4 separate regions of the Mus musculus genome follow, and regions 1, 2 and 3 are each linked to region 4. A link is a contact called in public promoter capture Hi-C data. All regions are on one chromosome and are shown on one strand. Each heading gives the region's core, a stretch centred on a gene start, on an enhancer-like site or on the middle of the called end of the contact. The rest is flanking DNA. Distances are from core to core; before and after follow the strand shown.

Evidence for each region. Promoter capture Hi-C pulls out the DNA fragments that hold promoters and counts their contacts.
Region 1: a contact with region 4 is called in a promoter capture Hi-C map of the HPC-7 cell line, with 7 times the contacts expected there. The contact joins the enhancer-like site here to the promoter of Pign in region 4. A contact is called at or near these places in 23 of 39 promoter capture datasets (the 3T3-L1 cell line, 3T3-L1-derived adipocytes, the C10 cell line and 14 more), 1 of 15 datasets of contacts at CTCF or cohesin (the NIH/3T3 cell line), 47 of 484 Hi-C or Micro-C datasets (the 3T3-L1 cell line, 3T3-L1-derived adipocytes, the C2C12 cell line and 29 more), 23 of 115 datasets of contacts at active chromatin or transcription factors (the NIH/3T3 cell line, the SCID.adh cell line, T-cell acute lymphoblastic leukemia and 17 more) and 2 of 9 other capture datasets (adipose tissue and liver).
Region 2: a promoter capture Hi-C map of trophoblast stem cells shows a contact between it and region 4, with 3 times the contacts expected there. The contact joins the enhancer-like site here to the promoter of Pign in region 4. A contact is called at or near these places in 17 of 39 promoter capture datasets (the 3T3-L1 cell line, 3T3-L1-derived adipocytes, the C10 cell line and 12 more), 1 of 15 datasets of contacts at CTCF or cohesin (the NIH/3T3 cell line), 9 of 484 Hi-C or Micro-C datasets (the 3T3-L1 cell line, the HPC-7 cell line, embryonic fibroblasts and 4 more), 12 of 115 datasets of contacts at active chromatin or transcription factors (T-cell acute lymphoblastic leukemia, bone marrow-derived macrophages, embryonic basal ganglia and 8 more) and 2 of 9 other capture datasets (adipose tissue and pancreatic islet).
Region 3: a contact with region 4 is called in a promoter capture Hi-C map of stem cell-derived epiblast-like cells, with 2.4 times the contacts expected there. The contact joins the promoter of Rnf152 here to the promoter of Pign in region 4. A contact is called at or near these places in 15 of 39 promoter capture datasets (cranial neural crest, embryonic stem cells, epiblast stem cells and 9 more) and 3 of 115 datasets of contacts at active chromatin or transcription factors (astrocytes, embryonic stem cells and large pre-B cells).

What each region holds. Positions count from the first base shown.
Region 1 is chr1:106,028,434-106,033,025 of GRCm38.p6, forward strand. It overlaps Zcchc2 (zinc finger, CCHC domain containing 2), which reads left to right. Exons shown (of 14, transcript NM_001122676.1): 13 at 1,319-2,800; 14 at 3,663-4,592. The coding sequence ends at 3,730. Among named protein-coding and RNA genes, the nearest start is that of Zcchc2, 40 kb to the left of the region's middle. Within about 2 kb of position 2,523, at least 42 of the 459 cell types and tissues checked have an H3K27ac peak or open chromatin away from gene starts, as enhancers often do. A contact at or near this core is called in the HPC-7 cell line, bone marrow-derived macrophages, cerebral cortex and 2 more, where this site is marked.
Region 2 is chr1:106,051,809-106,056,225 of GRCm38.p6, forward strand. No RefSeq gene overlaps it. Among named protein-coding and RNA genes, the nearest start is that of Zcchc2, 64 kb to the left of the region's middle. Within about 2 kb of position 1,858, at least 1 of the 459 cell types and tissues checked has an H3K27ac peak or open chromatin away from gene starts, as enhancers often do. A contact at or near this core is called in trophoblast stem cells, where this site is marked.
Region 3 is chr1:105,355,432-105,359,754 of GRCm38.p6, forward strand. It overlaps Rnf152 (ring finger protein 152), which reads right to left and starts at 1,279. Exons shown (of 3, transcript NM_178779.4): 1 at 912-1,279. It overlaps Gm17634 (predicted gene, 17634), which reads left to right and starts at 576. Exons shown (of 2, transcript NR_151540.1): 1 at 576-1,474.
Region 4 is chr1:105,662,098-105,666,108 of GRCm38.p6, forward strand. Pign (phosphatidylinositol glycan anchor biosynthesis, class N) reads right to left here and starts at 1,579. Exons shown (of 31, transcript NM_013784.3): 1 at 1,403-1,579. Relch (RAB11 binding and LisH domain, coiled-coil and HEAT repeat containing) reads left to right here and starts at 1,764. Exons shown (of 29, transcript NM_173187.4): 1 at 1,764-2,536. The coding sequence starts at 2,011.

The DNA of each region.
Region 1 (4,592 bases), core at 1,273-3,772, 370 kb after region 4:
TGTAGGCTTTCCTAAAGACAGACAGGATCTCTGGGATCCAGAGCTTTGAACGTTTTCCAAGTTTGAGTGTATACAAACGCTTTTAGGAATGTGTGGCTTTGTTGTTGTTTATTGTAATGATGCTGTGAGACTGCTTTCCAAAGTCAAGTACAAGACTATCTTTGATCATAATAGGGCTTCAAAACCATGGGACTGTCTATTATGACGTAAGACTTAAAGTTTTAATTCATATGGAAATTTAACAGGCCATCTGAAACATTCTTTTTCCTTTTTGGACTTCATTTTTGTTCTTAACTCTGCATAGATGGATGGTACAGATTCAGTGCCCCGAGGAGGTTGTGAATTTAGGAATCCTCCCCCTCTTACAAGGTTGAGTATAAGTAGAATAGTGATTTCTCTCTCAGGGTCACAGGTGCTCTGAGCATTCACTCATTCACTTAAGCTCCCTCTAATACATTGAGACAGTTCAGTTAATAACACTAGATTTCTGTGTCATTGGGCTCTATTTAGCCTTTCTTTAGGAAGGTTAATTAACTTTTAATACTCTTACTTCAAGAATGTTTATTCTTGCCAGCTGTGCATAACCAGTCTTGCCTTAGTGAATGCAAACACTCTTACATCCCTCAAGTAATCCAGCTTCATTTGTGAGCAGAAAGATTCTTACAGTAGGCACAACATCTAACTCTGAGCTGTGGAGACTGCAGTGCAGCATCAGATAGGCCCTTGGTTCCCTCTCCCTGGGGAAGCTGGAGGGGCTTGTGTGTGTACCGTGGCGTGGTGCAGAGCAGCTTAGTGTCTGCCGTGAGGTGGTGACGTGACGGTGCTTTCTCCCTTACTCTGCCTCTTGTGTTCCAACAGCATGTCCATTGTAGGACTAATCTCATAGACTTACGTGTTCCCTGTTGAGTATATACTGTACAGATGCTAACTAATTCCATTTCTCCCCTGAAACATTTGAGTTAAATGTTCTCCTGAGCAAACTCCTTGACTGAATCATTTATAAGATACATTTTAAAATCAGGTGTGATGGCACAGAGTGGATTGTTAATGCTTATCCCAGTAATAACGTTAGTAGTACATGCATACGTCTTCATACTCCAGTACCCTGTTTTATTGCTGTTTTGCTTATTCCTCCATGTTTTAGAGATAAAGCATACTACAGGCCAGAGATCAGAGGAAGTCAGCTTGAGCAGTCAGGAAATGTGATAGAGGGAGCATTCCCGACTTGAGAATTAATTTGAATATACCAAGCTTTTAGTTCTAACATGAAAAATAGGAATTCAGCCTGGGTTGACCCGAATTTGTACGTTTTCTATAGATTCAGACAGCAATTCTGAAGATTCTGTGAATCCGTCGTCAGCCAGGTTTTCAGGTTATGGCTCTGTCGCCCAGACCATCGCAGTCAAGCCGCCTGCTGAGACTGTCTCCCTGGGAACCGAGGACGGGAATCTTTTGGAAGCTGCACTGACCTCACACAAGTACCCGCATATTCCCTTCATGCCAACTCTACACTGTGTCACGCACAACGGTGCCCAGAAGTCGCAAGTTGTCATTCCGTCGCCCAAATCTGCAGATGGCAAAACCTTAGGGATGCTTGTCCCTAATGCGGTGGCTATTTCTGCAGTGATGGAATCCTCAAATTCAGCCCCTGTTGGAATCCTAGGCCCGGCAGCTTCTGGGGAGTCAGAGAAACACCTTGAGTTGTTAGCTTCCCCTTTACCTCTCCCATCAACCTTCCTCCCACACAGCAGTGCGCCTGCTTTGCAGCTGACATTACAGAGTCTAAAGTTACAGCCACCACAGGGATCTTCTGACAGTTGTCCAGTTAGTATCCCACCACAACCAACCGGAAGTCTGAGCATCGGATCACCAAACACTGCCTTTATTCCTGTCCATAACCCAGGTAGTTTCCCAGGGTCTCCTGTGGCTACCACGGATCCCATCACAAAATCCGCACCCCAAGTGGTAGGACTAAATCAAATGGTGCCTCAGATTGAGGGGAACACAGGGACAGTCCCTCAGCCGAGCAATGTGAAGGTAGTTCTTCCGGCAGCGGGCCTCTCAGCTGCACAGCCACCAGCTTCCTTCCCCTTTCCAGGCTCACCCCAGGCTGCCAGTGCACTCCCCACCCAGAATTCCAGTGCGCTCAACGCAGCCACTTCTGCCCAGCCAGCAAGCACAGGCATCAGTCCATCCCAGTCCACAGTTCCCCCTGCTGTTCCCACCCACACCCCAGGCCCTGCCCCGAGCCCCAGCCCTGCCTTGACACACAGTACTGCACAGAGCGACAGCACGTCGTACATCAGTGCTGTGGGGAACACGAATGCTAACGGGACCATAGTGCCACCACAGCAGATGGGTCCCTGTGGTTCTTGTGGGCGAAGGTGCAGCTGCGGGACCAATGGAAACCTCCAGCTAAATAGTTACTATTATCCCAACCCAATGCCTGGACCAATGTACCGACTCCCATCATTCTTCACTCTGCCATCCATTTGCAATGGCAGCTACCTCAACCAAGCACATCAGAGCAATGGAAACCAACTTCCTTTTTTTCTGCCTCAGACTCCATATGCAAATGGACTGGTGCATGACCCAGTCATGGGGAGCCAAGCCAGCTATGGCATGCAGCAGATGGCAGGATTTGGGAGATTGTATCCTGTATATCCAGCACCTAATGTAGTTGCCAACACCAGTGGTTCTGGGCCCAAGAAGAATGGGAATGTCTCATGTTACAATTGTGGTGTAAGCGGACACTATGCACAAGACTGTAAGCAGTCATCCATGGAGGCCAATCAGCAAGGTAATCCCACTAACTCCCAGAGGACTTGTTTTTGAATTCCCAGTTTCTTCTTGATTATGTGGTACTGTCTTAGCAGAAAGATCCGTATGTGTGTTTGTTTACAGAGGTTGTATTTTCAGTAGCAAAATGCAGCCAGAGATGGCCAGCATAGACCCAGGCCCCGAGGTCATGGAGGAAGGTCTGAGGAAGTTTAGTTTGTCACTAAGGAGTGAACGGCAGAGGTGCTTGTCCAGGCTCAGGGCACAGCATGCATAGTACATTCTGTAATGTTGGTTCCTTGCATACAGGGCTGTAGTTTAAGAATACAGTCCTCGTACATAGAGGAAGCAGACGGGTTAAACTAGGATGTGAGCCAGTTCCCCGCATACATGGTTAGAGTCTGTGCACACAGCTGGCTCCTATCTGAGCCCCTGCTGCCCTTTGATTCTGTACACATAAGGCAAAAAACCAAGAGGCCATGGAATCTTTACAGCAACAAAGCTTTGTGAACACCAGTTTGGGAGTAAATTTGAAGAGTGCTAACAGCAGAAGAAAAACATGCACTTTACTAGCTAGGTGTGGGTAAGGGACCAGATTCAGTTCTTTTGTATTTGTCATTGTGCCAGATCTTACCTGGGGAATGTCTTGAAACAGGAGTATATTAATTAGGCATCCTCAAAGGGAAACCCAGTTAATTAGCTTTAGGTTATACTTAAAGCTCAAGCTCTCCTCTGCTTTTGAGAGTAGCTTACTTGCTGTTTTGGACTGGAGTTAGTGCTGAGGAAAGGCCTTTGAAAGCATGCTCATTTGCAGTCTTGTGTAGTGGTTTGTGATGCGTGTAGTCATAAGCGGTGACTTAGCCGTTCTGTCTTTCCTGTTTTAGGCACTTACAGACTGAGATACGCACCTCCCCTCCCCCCTTCTAATGATACGTTGGATTCTGCAGACTGAACGAGTAAAGCTTGCCTACTTAATGCACTCAAGTGTGGGGAGTCATGGGGTGTGGAGGGGAGGAAAGGAAAGGTATTTTGTTTCTTTGTCTGTCCATTTCCTCACTTTCTATGCAGTTGGGAGTTTTCATTTCTCTTTTACCTGTGTCCAGAATATGAAAGAATGTGATGCTCCTGAGCCTCTGGTCTCCTGGTCCAGCAGCCGGCTTACATGTATGACACTTGTAACTTCAATTTCAGACAAACTCTTGAACGGAAAACATTGATGTGTGCTTTTTTACACTGACTACTTGCTGTGTGCAATGTTTACTGAATCTTTAAACTGTGTATCTGACCTTAGTTGTTTCCACAACACTGGTTAACAGTCTTATGGTTTTCTTCTTCCTGGCTTTCCTCACTTTGACCCTGAACCCAACTTCTCTTCCAGCTACCCTCTCTCCCTGGCCTGCGGCAAGGGTGCTCAGCAGTGTCCTTGTCACACTTCAGTAACCTGTCTGAACCAAGGCAACATGTTTCACTGTAAATTTTAGACGTCAGATTTCCAAGAAGTATGTATATATGTCATAAGAGCATCACGTAAATGCATATATGCAGCACCTGTCCAAATAACATGAGAACAAGTGGGAGAGAGGAAATCAGACTCGGGAAGCCCCAAATGGGGAGTGGACAAACAGGCTGTTCTTGAGCGAAAACAGCAGTTCCTTCCATCACACTTCTGAGAGACTCAAAGGGGACACACTGGTGTGAATGTTCTTCTCTGTGTGCTTGTATCTGTGATGACAGTCAACATCCAGGGCTTCCTGTCGTCTGCCACCTTGACCTACCCAGACACTGCTGAGTGAAGATGTCCTCTTCCCTACCTG
Region 2 (4,417 bases), core at 608-3,107, 390 kb after region 4:
ATAACCTACCCCCTGCACTCTATGTGTGGGTCTGCTGCTGTGCCAAACCGTTCCCTGACAGGCCTTGATGCTTTTTCCCTTGTACGGGGGCTGAAGGGGGGGGGCAGGGAGCTCCTCTTTCCTATGCTGGTTTTGTTTTTGTTTTTGTTTTTGTTTTTTGATAAGGTATAACACTCCTACAGTAAGGTGCGTGCGTTTGCCCTAGCCTCCCACTGCTAGTATTACAGGGTGTGTCACCGTGCCTGCTTTATTCTGTGATGGGAGAGCTCATGGCTTCATGCGTGCTAAGCAAGCAATGCATTAAGGTCTTCCCCTGGGTCCCAAGGATGTATTATACAGGAAATCCACTTTGACCAAGTGAAGGAAGTGTTATCCCTGTTAAGCTCTTGGCTTGTGTGAGAGAGAGAGTTGCCTCCTCTATACTTTGTCCTGTTTTAATGATGCACATGCTATGGTTTAAATTAAAACATTAGTTGTGGCAAAATCAATCTAATCATTATTTGGCCTTCACCACCAGGAGCGTAGTTTGGTTGTGAAGCACGTACACCCTGCGGTACTCCAGGTTTTCTTTGACTTTGCAAGTCTGGAACTCTGCGCCTGTCCATCCAACGTCTCCCTCCTGACCTGGTCACCGCTCTCTGCTCCTTTTTGATTTTGCTTTGTTGTCTTGAAACAGGGTCTCACTATACAGTCTCCGTCGGCCTAAGTGCTAACTCTGTAGTCCAGGCTGCCCTCAAAACTCACAGAGATCCACCTGTCTCAGCCTCCTGAGTTCAGGGATTCAAGAGTACACCTCCATGCTTGCCCCACATGCCTCAGCACACTCCTTGTGGGGGTCAGAGAGCAACGTCAGGAGTCTGTTCTCTCGTTTCACCAGACACAGGTCCCAGGAGTTAAGCTGGGTTGCCAGGCTTGCTTGAGTGGTAAGCCCCTTTACCTACTACGTCATCTTGCCGGGCCCCACGACTCTTCTCGGGGTGTCTGAATTTCATTTCTTTGGATACTGTGGGCTTAGTAGATTTATATAGAATTTGCTGTTTTGAACCTAGCTTATTTCACTTAGCAGGCTAAATGGATATCCTCGGGACACATTTATGTTGTGGCATATGTCACAATTCCTTTTCTGAGCCTGCATGATACTCCATTGCACGTCTGTCTCACAGTTTGCACATATCAGTCCATCCATCAATGAATATTCCAGCTGGTTCTGCCTTTTGACTCACCATAAGATATTGTTGTGAATATTGAGCTGCAAATATGTTTTCAAGAGCTTCCCTTCAATGTGAGGAGCTTCTTGGAGGAGGTGGGTTTGCTGCCCCTACAGCAACTGCCCCTCTGTCTTTTGAAGAATTGCCACACTTTTTTCTACAGGCACTGCACCAGCAGTTCCCAGAGCTTCAATTTCTTCACGACGTCACCAATTTTTGTTCTTTATTATTGTTTGTTTTTGGAGAGTGGGTGTCTTCGTGAATCTGCATTGTGCTTTGCTTTGCACGCCCCTGGTGGTCAGTGCTATCAGGCGGCTTCTCACAGATTCATGGCTACTGTATATCTCTAGACAAATGTCTACAAGTCATTACCCATGTTTACATTAATCTCTTTGGTTGGTTTTTGTTGTTCAGTTCTAAGTACATGTTACACTTAAAATCAGAAAATCATTTCACAAAGAAAGGAGACAATGCGCAGAGAAAGCCAACATGGAGGGGGTCGTGGCAGAAAGCTTTAAAAGCTTTTGGCTCTAAAAAGAAAAGGTTCAGCCATTGGGATTTTTGAGCAATTGCTATGTATTTCAGTGTAGACTAGGCACTCTGTTAACAAAGAATTCCCAGAACTTAGTGATTCAGAGCCAGGTATTGCACCCTTCAAGTCCAGCCTGAGGGAAGGGTGGGAGTTACAAGAGAACAAAAGGACTTTGACTTATGTAATCATTCAGGGATGTCCTTTTGGGTATCCATGGGAGAGGGTAAAGGAAGGACTACACGAGGGTAATTTTGGGGGCTCGGTCATTCCAACACCAGGCGCTATTGAAGAGACAGGAGCCTCCTCTTCTTGTGTCCTAAAGAAAGTGCATTGTTTTGGCCACAGCCCCTTAGGTGACTAAGCCATGTCATTCTTCATACAGAGACACACTCTTCTTTTACCCTAGAGAGTCACCCAAAGTCCCACTCAGGCACTTCTTCTGGGATTCCTTGATTATATCTTTTTCTCCCTGGGGACCACAAATCAGCTCTATTGTCCAGCAACCAGTACACCACATCTTAGCTATCTTCTAGCCGTAGACACAACATCTGGGGACAGCACCTTACCATCTGACAGGCCCTGGGATGGACTGTGCTCTGGGTGGTATGATAGAAACTGCTAGTGTTAGAGACAGAGCTCTGGCAGCCCCAACAAGTTGGGGTTGGGCTTCTGTCCCCAGTTCACCTTTTAAAGAATCATGGTATCTGGGAAGTAGAGAAAGGAGATGTATCCAGTGTAGCCACAATGGGAAAAGATGGGCGTAAGGCCAGTGACACTCCAGGTGAGCCTTCAAAGTACTGACATGAGATTTATCTTCTTTTATTTTTTATCTTTATTGAAAATAGATTCTCTCATACAATACACCACCTCGACCACAGTTCACCCTATTTCTATGCCTCCCATCTCCCACCACCACCTCCCCTCTCCCTCAGACACACTCACCCTCCATTTCCTCTTCAGAAGAAAGCGAGCATCCAAGAGACCACAGCCAAATAAGACAAAAGCAAGCTACACTAAGACAAGGCAAACGCCCTTATATCCAGTCTGGGCAAAGCAACCCAGCAGAAGGAAGAGGCCCGAGAGCAGGGAAAAGACTCAAGAGAGACACCTGCTCCCACTGTTACGAGTCCCATAGAAACACCAAGCTAGCATCCAGCATCTAAGCAGGGGACCTGGTGCGGACCGGTGCATGTTCGTCCATGCTTGCAACTTCAGTATCTGTGAGCCTGTGCGACCCCATGTGAACCCTGCTTAGTTGACTCAGTGGACCGTGTTCTGGTGTGCTTCACTCCCTCTGACTTTTACCATCTTTCATCCTCCTCTTCCTGGGATTTCCCTGATCTCCAGAGTAAGAGACCCAGTAGAGAGCCTCCACTTTAGACTCTCTCCACATAATGAATGGCTTCGGGACTCTGCATCTTCCCATCTGCTTTCGGAGAGAAGCTCCTCTGATGATGACTGGACAAGGCACCAATCTAGGAGTACGGCAGAATATCATTAAGAATCTTCTGGTTTTGTTTGTTTGTTTGTCTGTTTGTCTGTTTGTCTGTCTGTTTGTTTGTCTGTTATGTTTGATTCTCCGGGCTATCCAGGGACTGTAGGGCATGGGCTCCCTCTTGCGGATTGGACCTCAAGTTAAACCAAACATTGGTTGGCCACGCCCACAAGGTCTAGTTCCAGCACATCTTGCAGGCACGACAGATTGTAACAGGTCAAGGGTTTTGTGAATGAGTTGGGGTTCAGGTTTCTCTTTTCTTAGCCTGCAGAGTACCTTCTCTGGCCAAAGGTACTAGAAACTAGGGGTAAAGGCTCCATGCAGACACCAACTTGGTCTCTCTACGTTCAGTGAGCTGTAGATGTACTTGGTAATGGGTCCTGCTGTCAGTTTTCAGAGAGCTACTTTCTGTCCTAGCATCGACCTGAGTTGTTTGGAGGTGTGTGTGTGGCGGGGTGTTGTCTCCTTTGGCTCCCTTGGCCAATAACTCAAAAGAATGTAACCAACTTCGACCACTGGAGGCCTAGCCTGGCTCCAAGAGATGGCCAGTTCAGACTCCATATCCTGAATTACTAGGAGTCTTCACTAGGGTCACCTTCATAGATTCTAGGAATATTCCAATATACTAGGTTTCCACTACAGTGTTCCCCAGTGCTCCCTCGTGCTCCCCAATTCCATCTGTCTCTCATATTCTCTTCCTCCATTCCTTCCCCTTCCCCTGCTTAATTCTTTCCTCTTCTGTGCCCACCTCCTCAACCCCCACCACAACCCCTGTCCACCTGCAAAAATGTTCTATCTCCCCTTTTCAGGGCACTCCAGACTTCTCCCCTAGAGCCCTTCTCTTTACCTAACCTCTGGGTCTGTGGACTGTAGCTTGGTTATCATTTATTAGCAGTTAAGAGCTACTTATAGGTGAGTACATACCATGTCTGTCTTTCTGGGTCTGGGTTTCCTCACTCAGGATGATTATCTTTCTAGTTGCATCCATTTGCCTGTAAATTTCATGGTGCCATTTTTAACAGCTGAGTAATAATCCATTGTGAACCTGTTTGTCCCTTTTTCAGTTGAGGTACATCTAGATTGTTTCCAGTTTCTGGCTATAATGAATAAAGCTGCTACGAACATAATTAAGCAAGTGCCGTTGTGGTAAAATGGATTATTCTTTGGGTATATGCCCACGAG
Region 3 (4,323 bases), core at 29-2,528, 310 kb before region 4:
GAGTCAGGATGGAGAATACCATCATCTTTTTAAGGCAAAATGCTAGCAAAATACACGAGTTAAGCCCACACAGCTAGCAATGCGGGGCATGTAGTCGCCTGCCCAGACAAACACACACACACACACACACACACACACACACACACAATCAGGGATGCATCTGAGAGTATCCTTTCGTTGCCTGGCCACCACCTCAAGTCACTGTCTCTGTTTTGTCAATTACCCTACTGTTTCCAAATCTATGCAGCACTCCCCCACCACACCCCCACGGTAGGCGGGATCCCAAACCAACACTGTGGAGAAGCTCCCCACAAGTCCTGCCGGCTTTGTCCTGCTGCTGTCCTTCCAGAAGCAAGCGCCCCAGGCCCGTGGGTCCGCACAAAAGACCCCCAGAATCTGGCCCTCCATTCGGCCCCCTTTTCCAATAATGGCTTGGGGGCAACTTCTAGCTAGGAATCGGGAGTAGGAAGGCAGGACAGGACTGGAGGGGACGACCCAGGGCTTGAGAATGCTGGGGGGGGGGGGGGGGCACGGCAGGGATGTGCGCGCACCTCAAGGGCGCGTGCGGCGCGTGCATGAGGCGAGCTCCCGGGACCAGAGCTCCAGGGGGCATCCCAGGACTCCGAGGAACCAGAGTCAGCTGCCATGACCCCATCGCGCTCCCAACTCAAAGCAAAGCCCGAGGAAAACCCAACTCCCGGGACCACCTCCTCGAGAGACGCCTCTCCAGCTCCGCACTCCTTTAACCAAACAAACCACCCCAATCATAGTCCAGGAAGAACCTCCAGTTATATCTCAGGCTACCGTTGCCCTTTCCCGCTTTCTCCTAGGCACAGCCTTCCACGCGAGTCCCCTCTGCACCCGGGACCTGGGAGCACACTGAACAGGAAAACAAACCGAAACTCACTGACCTCTCTCAGCAGCAGGCTCGGCTCTGTTACGCCGCCGGCGGCTGCAGCAACGTCGGAAGCATCCCGGGGGTCCGCACTGCCCGCTGCGCTCTGCTAGACGAGCGCTGAGGGCCGGCTGCTGCCTGCTCCTCCCGCCGCAGGTTGCGGGGCAGCGCGGGCAGAGTGGCGGCAGCGCCTCCCGCAGCCCAGCCCTGCTCGTCTCTCCTTTGGCTTCAGGCGGCGCCCTCCACCTGCCCGGCTGTCCTCCGCCTCCACGATCGGACACCCGCCGCCAGGCACCGGACACTGAGCGGAAGCTTTTGGTGTCACCCCCAGAGACCCAAGCACTGAAGGGAGCGGGAGGCTGAGTGAGCTCTGCTCCGCGGACCGCCCCTCCCCGGCGGCTCCACCCCCTCCCGCACTCCACCCGGCAGCTTGGCCGGCACGTCCGACTGTCTGTCTGTCGGTCGGTCCCCAGTGGCCAACCTCTTGGTGTGGGTGGGGAAGCAGGGACGCGCCCTCTACCCACCGTAGACCAGCGAGCACCTGGACCGAGCACGGAAGGAGGACCTGAACGGTATCAGGTGTGACCTAGAGGCCGAGCACCACAGGCTAGAACGACTGGGACTGGCCAAGGTGGTGACCCAGCTGCGGCTCTGGACTCAAGACCACAGGGGAGAGGGAGGAGTCTAGGCTATTGCCTTTCCCCTGGGTTCTTTTTGGCTGCCCCTGAAAGTTCACTAACCCAACAAGGGCAGGAACCTGTCAGCATGGAACGGGATATGCTCCCAAAGAGCCCCACAGGGACACCTCACACCTCAACCTCCTGTGTAAAGGAAGCTCACAGGAGAGGTGAACAGGAAGGAGCCTAGAGGGTCTACTAAGTTTACCCTATTGCCCACCTTAAAACCCAACTTCAGGCTCAGAGGTAAAGTGCTTGCTTGCCTAGGGTGCATGAATCTGGATTTATCCTCTGTACTCCTAAACAGAAACAAAGCCCTTACCTTTGGGATATGCTTTTAATGTCATGTAACCCCAGGAGAATCTAAAGATAAGGTCTCTTCCTGCTTTTTCACTTAACATATAGTGGAGAAAAGGGGAGATAGGTGTCCCCTGCTGGTCTGGGGCACCATGCCTGAGTTCTGGGGCCTTTTGGGATCCATTCTATTAAGAAACTGAAAACTGACCTGAGTTATGTCTCCTCATCTCTGTGGTTCAGCTAAAGGAGCTCTGTTAATGCACAGAGCAAATGGCTTCTTCTAGACTTCAGGTACTGGGCTCCCTTCATGGGTCCTATGTTCCTTCTTACACAGCAGTGGTTCTCAACCTTCCTAATACCGTGACCCTTTAACACAGTTGCTCATGTTATGGTGACCCCCCCAGCCATAAAATTGTTTTTGTTGCTAACTTCATATAGCAACATTAGCTACTGTTACAAATCAGAATGCAACTATCTGTGTTTTCCAATGGTCTTTTGTGACCCCTGAAGGGGTTGTGACCCACAGGTTGAGAACTGCTGTTGTTCCAGAAGTCCTGAGACCCATGATGGCTCTGTATGAGCTAATGAATCCGTGTTGGCAGCTGGTCCTACTTGCTTTGTCCCACGTGTACAACTTGTGAATTGGTGTTCCAATCAGGCTATTAACACATCGGGAGGCGGGGGCGCGGGGGGGGGGGCGGGGGGGGGACCTGCATCCGGGAGACCCACAAAGCTTGCAGTCTCTGGATCCCAGTAGGAGCTCTGCTTCCTCCAGTCACCAGGCAGACTCTTGCTCCATTGTTCCCTTATCACCTCTACAGCACCCACAGAGGCTCTGCATGCATGTCTTAGGAACCTAAGGTTACTTTGCAAGAATATCTTTAACTTCACCATCAATGTGGGGGTGGGATTAGCCCAGTGGAGGTTGTACAGACCTCCTGCAGAGGCAGAAGGATCTCTGTAAGTTCGAGGCCAGCTTGATCTACAGAGCAAGTTCTAGACAATCAGGGCTACATAGAAAAACCCTGTCTCAAAAAAATAATTTTTTTTAATAAAAAAATTAAAAAGGCCTTTTGGAGGCAGAGTCTCATACATGTAGCCTAGGCTAAGCTGGAATTTATCAGGCAGCACAGACCATTCTGGTACTCCTCCTGCCTCATTTTCCTAAGAACTGGAATTCCTAGTTTTTAGTTATATTTTATTTAGGGAGAGGGGTGCACACCGGTGACAGTATAGGTATGGAGGACAGGTTGCACTTTCAAGACTCCGTTCTCCCCTTCCCCATGAGACTGCACTCAGATCATCAATCTAGGATCAGGCAATCTAGGACAGGCATCTTATTCACTGAGCCATGTTGTGGACTCTGGAAAAAAATAATAATGAGAAACTAGGCAAGGTATTAACAACTCAGATGTTGGTCAGGGACTTGAAATAAAGAAGGTGATTCATAACACCCCAACATTTTACCAGCAGAGCTTAGCCCAGAAATATTATTATGCATGAGTGCCTCTCAAGATTGCTTTTAGGAAAGCAATTTCAGGATTCAGTAATTATTCTAAAATGTTTCAAACTGCCCCCCCCCAGTTGCTTTCTAGACAATTCTTTGAAGTGAGAAATGCAAGAATTCAGCATGTAGAAGGTTAACACCTCCAACTCTATTCATTTCCACTGGCTGGGATTTTAATTCACAGAGCATCATGGGTGTTCTGCCTTCTGTCCAGTCTTGTAAAGCTGTCACACAGAGAAGGTTAATTAACTGGGGCAGGCTGCAATGGGGCAGTTCCTAAGACACACTGGAGGTCAGAATCTGGACAGGTAGCTACGGTCTAAGTCAGGGCAAGAACCGGCAGAACGTGTTGTAACAAATTCATCTGTGGGGCACCCAGGAGCAGAGCAGCTAGGACCAGTCTGAGTTTCGAAGTACAAGCTGGCAAAGTCCTGCCAGAGAAGCTGCTGTTGTTCTTACAACCCACTGTGCATGTGTGTGAAAGAGAAGCAAGTGAGCACCTGAGGTCTGGAAGAGCCAGGTTAAAGACAGGTGCACAGACCTGCAGACAAGATAAAGATACCAATGCTGGATCTAGGGAGCTTCTTGGTTGGTGAAATGCTCCCTGTGCAGATATAAGGACCTGTGTTTCATTGCCCAAAATGCACAAGAAAAGGCCAGTGTGGCTGTGTGCCCTTCGGATCCTATGTAATTGTAGCACTATGGAGATGGAGGCAGGCAGGTCTCTGGGGTTAGCTGGGGACCCAGGCTATCTGAATCAGTGAGCTCCTTCACTCAGCCAATGAAGAGACACAGTTTTATAAATCAGCTTGGATGGCACCTGAGGAACAACACTTGAGGTTAACCTTTGGCCTCAGCACATATATGTGCACATGGTCCAAATATTGATGCCTTCAAAAAGCCAATAGTCATTAAATATGGACCGTGTTTCAAGAGGGTTAGGATGC
Region 4 (4,011 bases), core at 329-2,828:
TTTCCAGATTCATTAATAAATAGCACAGTACAGCATTTAGTCCAACGAATTGGAAGCTAAAAGTCTTATTTAAAAAAAAATCCTTACTACTAACACTATTTTTAAATTGCTTCACAATGTAGCAAGGGTCTTTATGGTCTTTTACTATTTGGGCTAACTTTCTCCCCATCTCCCGGTCTCCTATGCTCATTTAAACCACCCACCCCAACCTCCAGTATTCCCCCTCCCACCTTCATATCACATGTAACATACTTTAAAAGCTCCTGTTAAAAAGCCCAAATAATAACTATATAGTAATACCAACCAAAGAAAGCATTTCAGAGCCTCATTCAAATGAAATTTTAGTTTCCTGTGAGACTGATTAAACTGAAATTAAAACCTACACTTAACTGCTGGGATACTTTACATGTAAACCGGTAACCAGACCTGAGGTCATATAACAATGCTCTATTTTTATTTTCCACAAAGATAAAGGAGATACTTCATTATATATATCAGAGCAGATGGTTAGCACTGTTGGCTATTTATTTTGTTGTCTGTTAGGACCTGGTGTTAATAAGAACTTAATTCTAAAACCAGGAAAAAGTGGCATTCTATGTTTAACAAAATAGAAGATATGAGGGCTAGGAGTCTAATAGCGACAGGGAAACTTCTTATCACCTCAAACTACAATCAAGGAATAGCATAAAGGATAAATGATATTCCAAACCTACGAGTATAGTTATGTGCTAAATGTTTCATAAAGGCCATCAAATCTCTCTACAGAGTACAATTTTTTAAATCGCTAAAATTTGATTGATCCATAAAGAAAACCTCGATTCTAGCCTAAATGGACTTAGCAAGGTTTCAGGGGATTGTGGAAAAGAATGGTTTTGGACAAAAGATAGGTGATACTTGTTCCAACGAATGTGTCCTAGTGCAGTGGACATGACCAGGCCACTGAAGCGGCCCAGACAACTTAGTTGTACTGAAGAGATAGCGCTGATAGTTTGAAAAGTTCCTTTGATGTAAAGTGTATGTTAATTTCCATGGGTTTACATATTACTTAGTTTGTCGTCCAAGACCAGGCTGTTCACAGATGAGTGTAAAGGCATCTCGAAACTCAAATGTTGCAACTTCCGTCCAGGCTCTATCTGCACCCTTCAGCTTTCTAAGTCCTATTCCCGGACGGAGGGGGCGGGAAGGCGCCCTCCTTAACCACAAGGAGGCCATGCCGTCGCCAGATCTCCAGGGGAGAGAGCAGATGGCTGGGAAACTAGGGAAGAGCAAAGAAGCCAGATTCTGACCGCTGCTCAGAGCACTTGCTATCTGGGCGGTGACAGCAAACAGCGACAAAAAACTGAAGCGTGAAGGGAGAAGCGGGCGTGGGAACACCTTAAGTGCAAGGGTCCCGGGACTTTACCTGAGAACTATCCGGCTCAGGCCCAGTCTTGGGAACGGGACCTCCTCAGAACGAAGGCAGGACCCAGGGCGGTGAAAGATGTCGGGAGGGTTCCCTTCAACCCTCAAAAACCACAGCCAAATCGTACCCCTCAGCGACCTCCACCTCTACTGCTCCAGGGAACGCCCCCAACCTGCCCCAGGCCTTCGCTGCTCTCGCGATAACTCTCTGGCCAGGTCCTGTAACTCCAGCCAATCCTCGAGAGCTTGTGGGCGGGGTCTTATGTTTGAGCCTGGAGCGGTTCCTTCGATCTTGCCACTCCAAGGCCAGAGGTGGGTGGGGCTGAGGCGGGGACGGGGCGGGGCGAAGATGGGACCAAGCCAGTTCTCGCGAGACTAGGGACCAGGAAGACGCCTGCAGAGTCGGCTACTGGTGCAGCAGCGGCTGAGACGGGAGGTGCTGCTGCATACCGGGCTCCTGCCTCCCAGTCCGGCCTAGGCTCTAGGTGAGGAGAGGTGCGGTCGGCCTGGGCTGCCTAGGTGGTCGGCGGCTCTCGGGACCTAACGGGGATTCAGGCTGAGGGCCTGTCGGGCCAAGCAGGGAAGCACCCACATTCCTGACAGAATAAGATGGCGGCGATGGCGCCCGGAGGTGGTGGCAGTGGTAGCGGAGTAAATCCTTTCCTCAGTGATTCGGATGAGGACGACGACGAGGTAGCGGCAACCGAGGACCGGCGGGCAGGACTTCGGCTGGGTGCCGGGGTCGGCCTAGATCCTGGTTCTGCAGGCTCCCTGTCGCCACAGGACCCCATGGCCCTGGGAAGCAGCGCGCGGCCGGGGCTCGCTGTGGAGATGTCCGCCGCCCCGGCGGCTCCGGGGGGCAGCGGGGAGACCCCTGCCCGATTGTCAATCGATGCCATCGCCGCTCAGCTGTTGCGCGATCAATACTTGCTGACCGCCCTGGAGCTGCACACCGAGCTGTTGGAGAGCGGCCGCGAGCTACCACGACTGCGCGATTACTTCTCCAATCCTGGCAACTTCGAGAGGCAGAGTGGGACCCCCCCAGGGATGGGGGCGCCCGGGATCCCTGGCGCCTCCATCGTCGGAGGCGCTGGAGGTCGGGAACCGAGTACGACGTCGGGCGGAGGACAGCTCAGTAAGTAGGCGTCGCCTGTCACACCTGCAGATGGGGGATTAGAGTTGGAGTGCAGCTGAAGGGGATTGTGGGCGGGTACTGAGTCTAGGGTCGTCTTGAGAAGGGAGAGTATGTTGAGTGAGATGCGAGGTGTCCTGTGTACTGCAAACAGAAAGATCCTGCTGTAGCTCTTCTTTGCATTGGTTTCCGATCTTTGGCAGGTGTTGTACAGCTCCTGGCTCCCCGTTGGTGTTGGGACCTATAACATCAGGGTTTCCAGTTTATTGAGTATTATGGCACTCTAGAAAGCTTCCTTATTGCCTGGGCATTTTTCTCTAGGCAGTTTTCCTTTTTTCCCCAGGCTGTTGAATCACACTACGAGGAAATAAAATGTTTCTTAGTAATTCTTTGACTCAAGAAAAAGAACAAACAGGAAATGTCAGCCCTCTGTACTGAAGTTCAATCCACTGAAGATCTTTTGTCTTTGCTTTTCCATTATTTTGTATCATTAATATATGCTAATAAAAAGAAGGAAATGAGATGTGTCTGCTTCATAGAATGTTTTCTGTTTGAAATCAGTTTCACTACCCCAATTTCAATAGTATTCCGTATACAGGAAAGCTGTGGAACAAACAGACCAAGGATCTTTTACCAGCTTTCTTTTCAACATAGCACTGGGAAGGATTGTTTTTCTCTGAATAAGTGACTCTCACTTATTTTCTTTTTTTTTCTTTCTTTCTTTTCTTGCTACAATCATTCATTTTTAGCAGAGTAATCACTGGCCTAGTCATTATTTATATATAAGCTTTAATGAGAATTCTCACTGTCATCTTTAAGAGGCATCAAATTTTTCCATACTAATGCTAATACTTTGGTTCTGTGAACCCAACTGGAATTTACTAATAAATAAGCCTGATTGATTTCTAAATGTCTATACTTTTGCATGATACCAGAGGCTTGAAGTTGCTAAAGTTTGATGTCATAACACTGGGAAGGGTGAATTCTCTATCAGAGTAATCCTAAGCACATTTCCTTCTTTTATAATGTCTAAATTATCTAACATTGTCACCTGACAAACTATCTCACTGGGACTCAAATTTTCACTTATTTTATATATATATTACTTTATGTACATCCCAGACTTAGTTGTTTTTGGGGGGGGGGGGGGGAAGATGAGACAGGGTTTCCCTGTATAGCCCTGGCTGTCCTGGAACTCACTTTTGTAGACCAGGCTGGCCTTGAACTCAGAAATCCACCTGCCTCTGCCTCCGCCTCCCAAGTGCTGGGATCAAAGGCGTGCGCCACCACCGCCTGGCCCAGACTTAGTTTTAACCTACATCATAGCCTTTAGGGTTTCTTTGGTTTTTTTGTTTGTTTGGTTTTTGTATTTGATTCGTTTTAGTTATTAGCTTGGAGTTCTTGCCGCTCTCTCATTTTTCAGAAATGAGGGGGAGTGTTGACGGCATGACTACTAACTGGGAAATGAAGACTTTTTA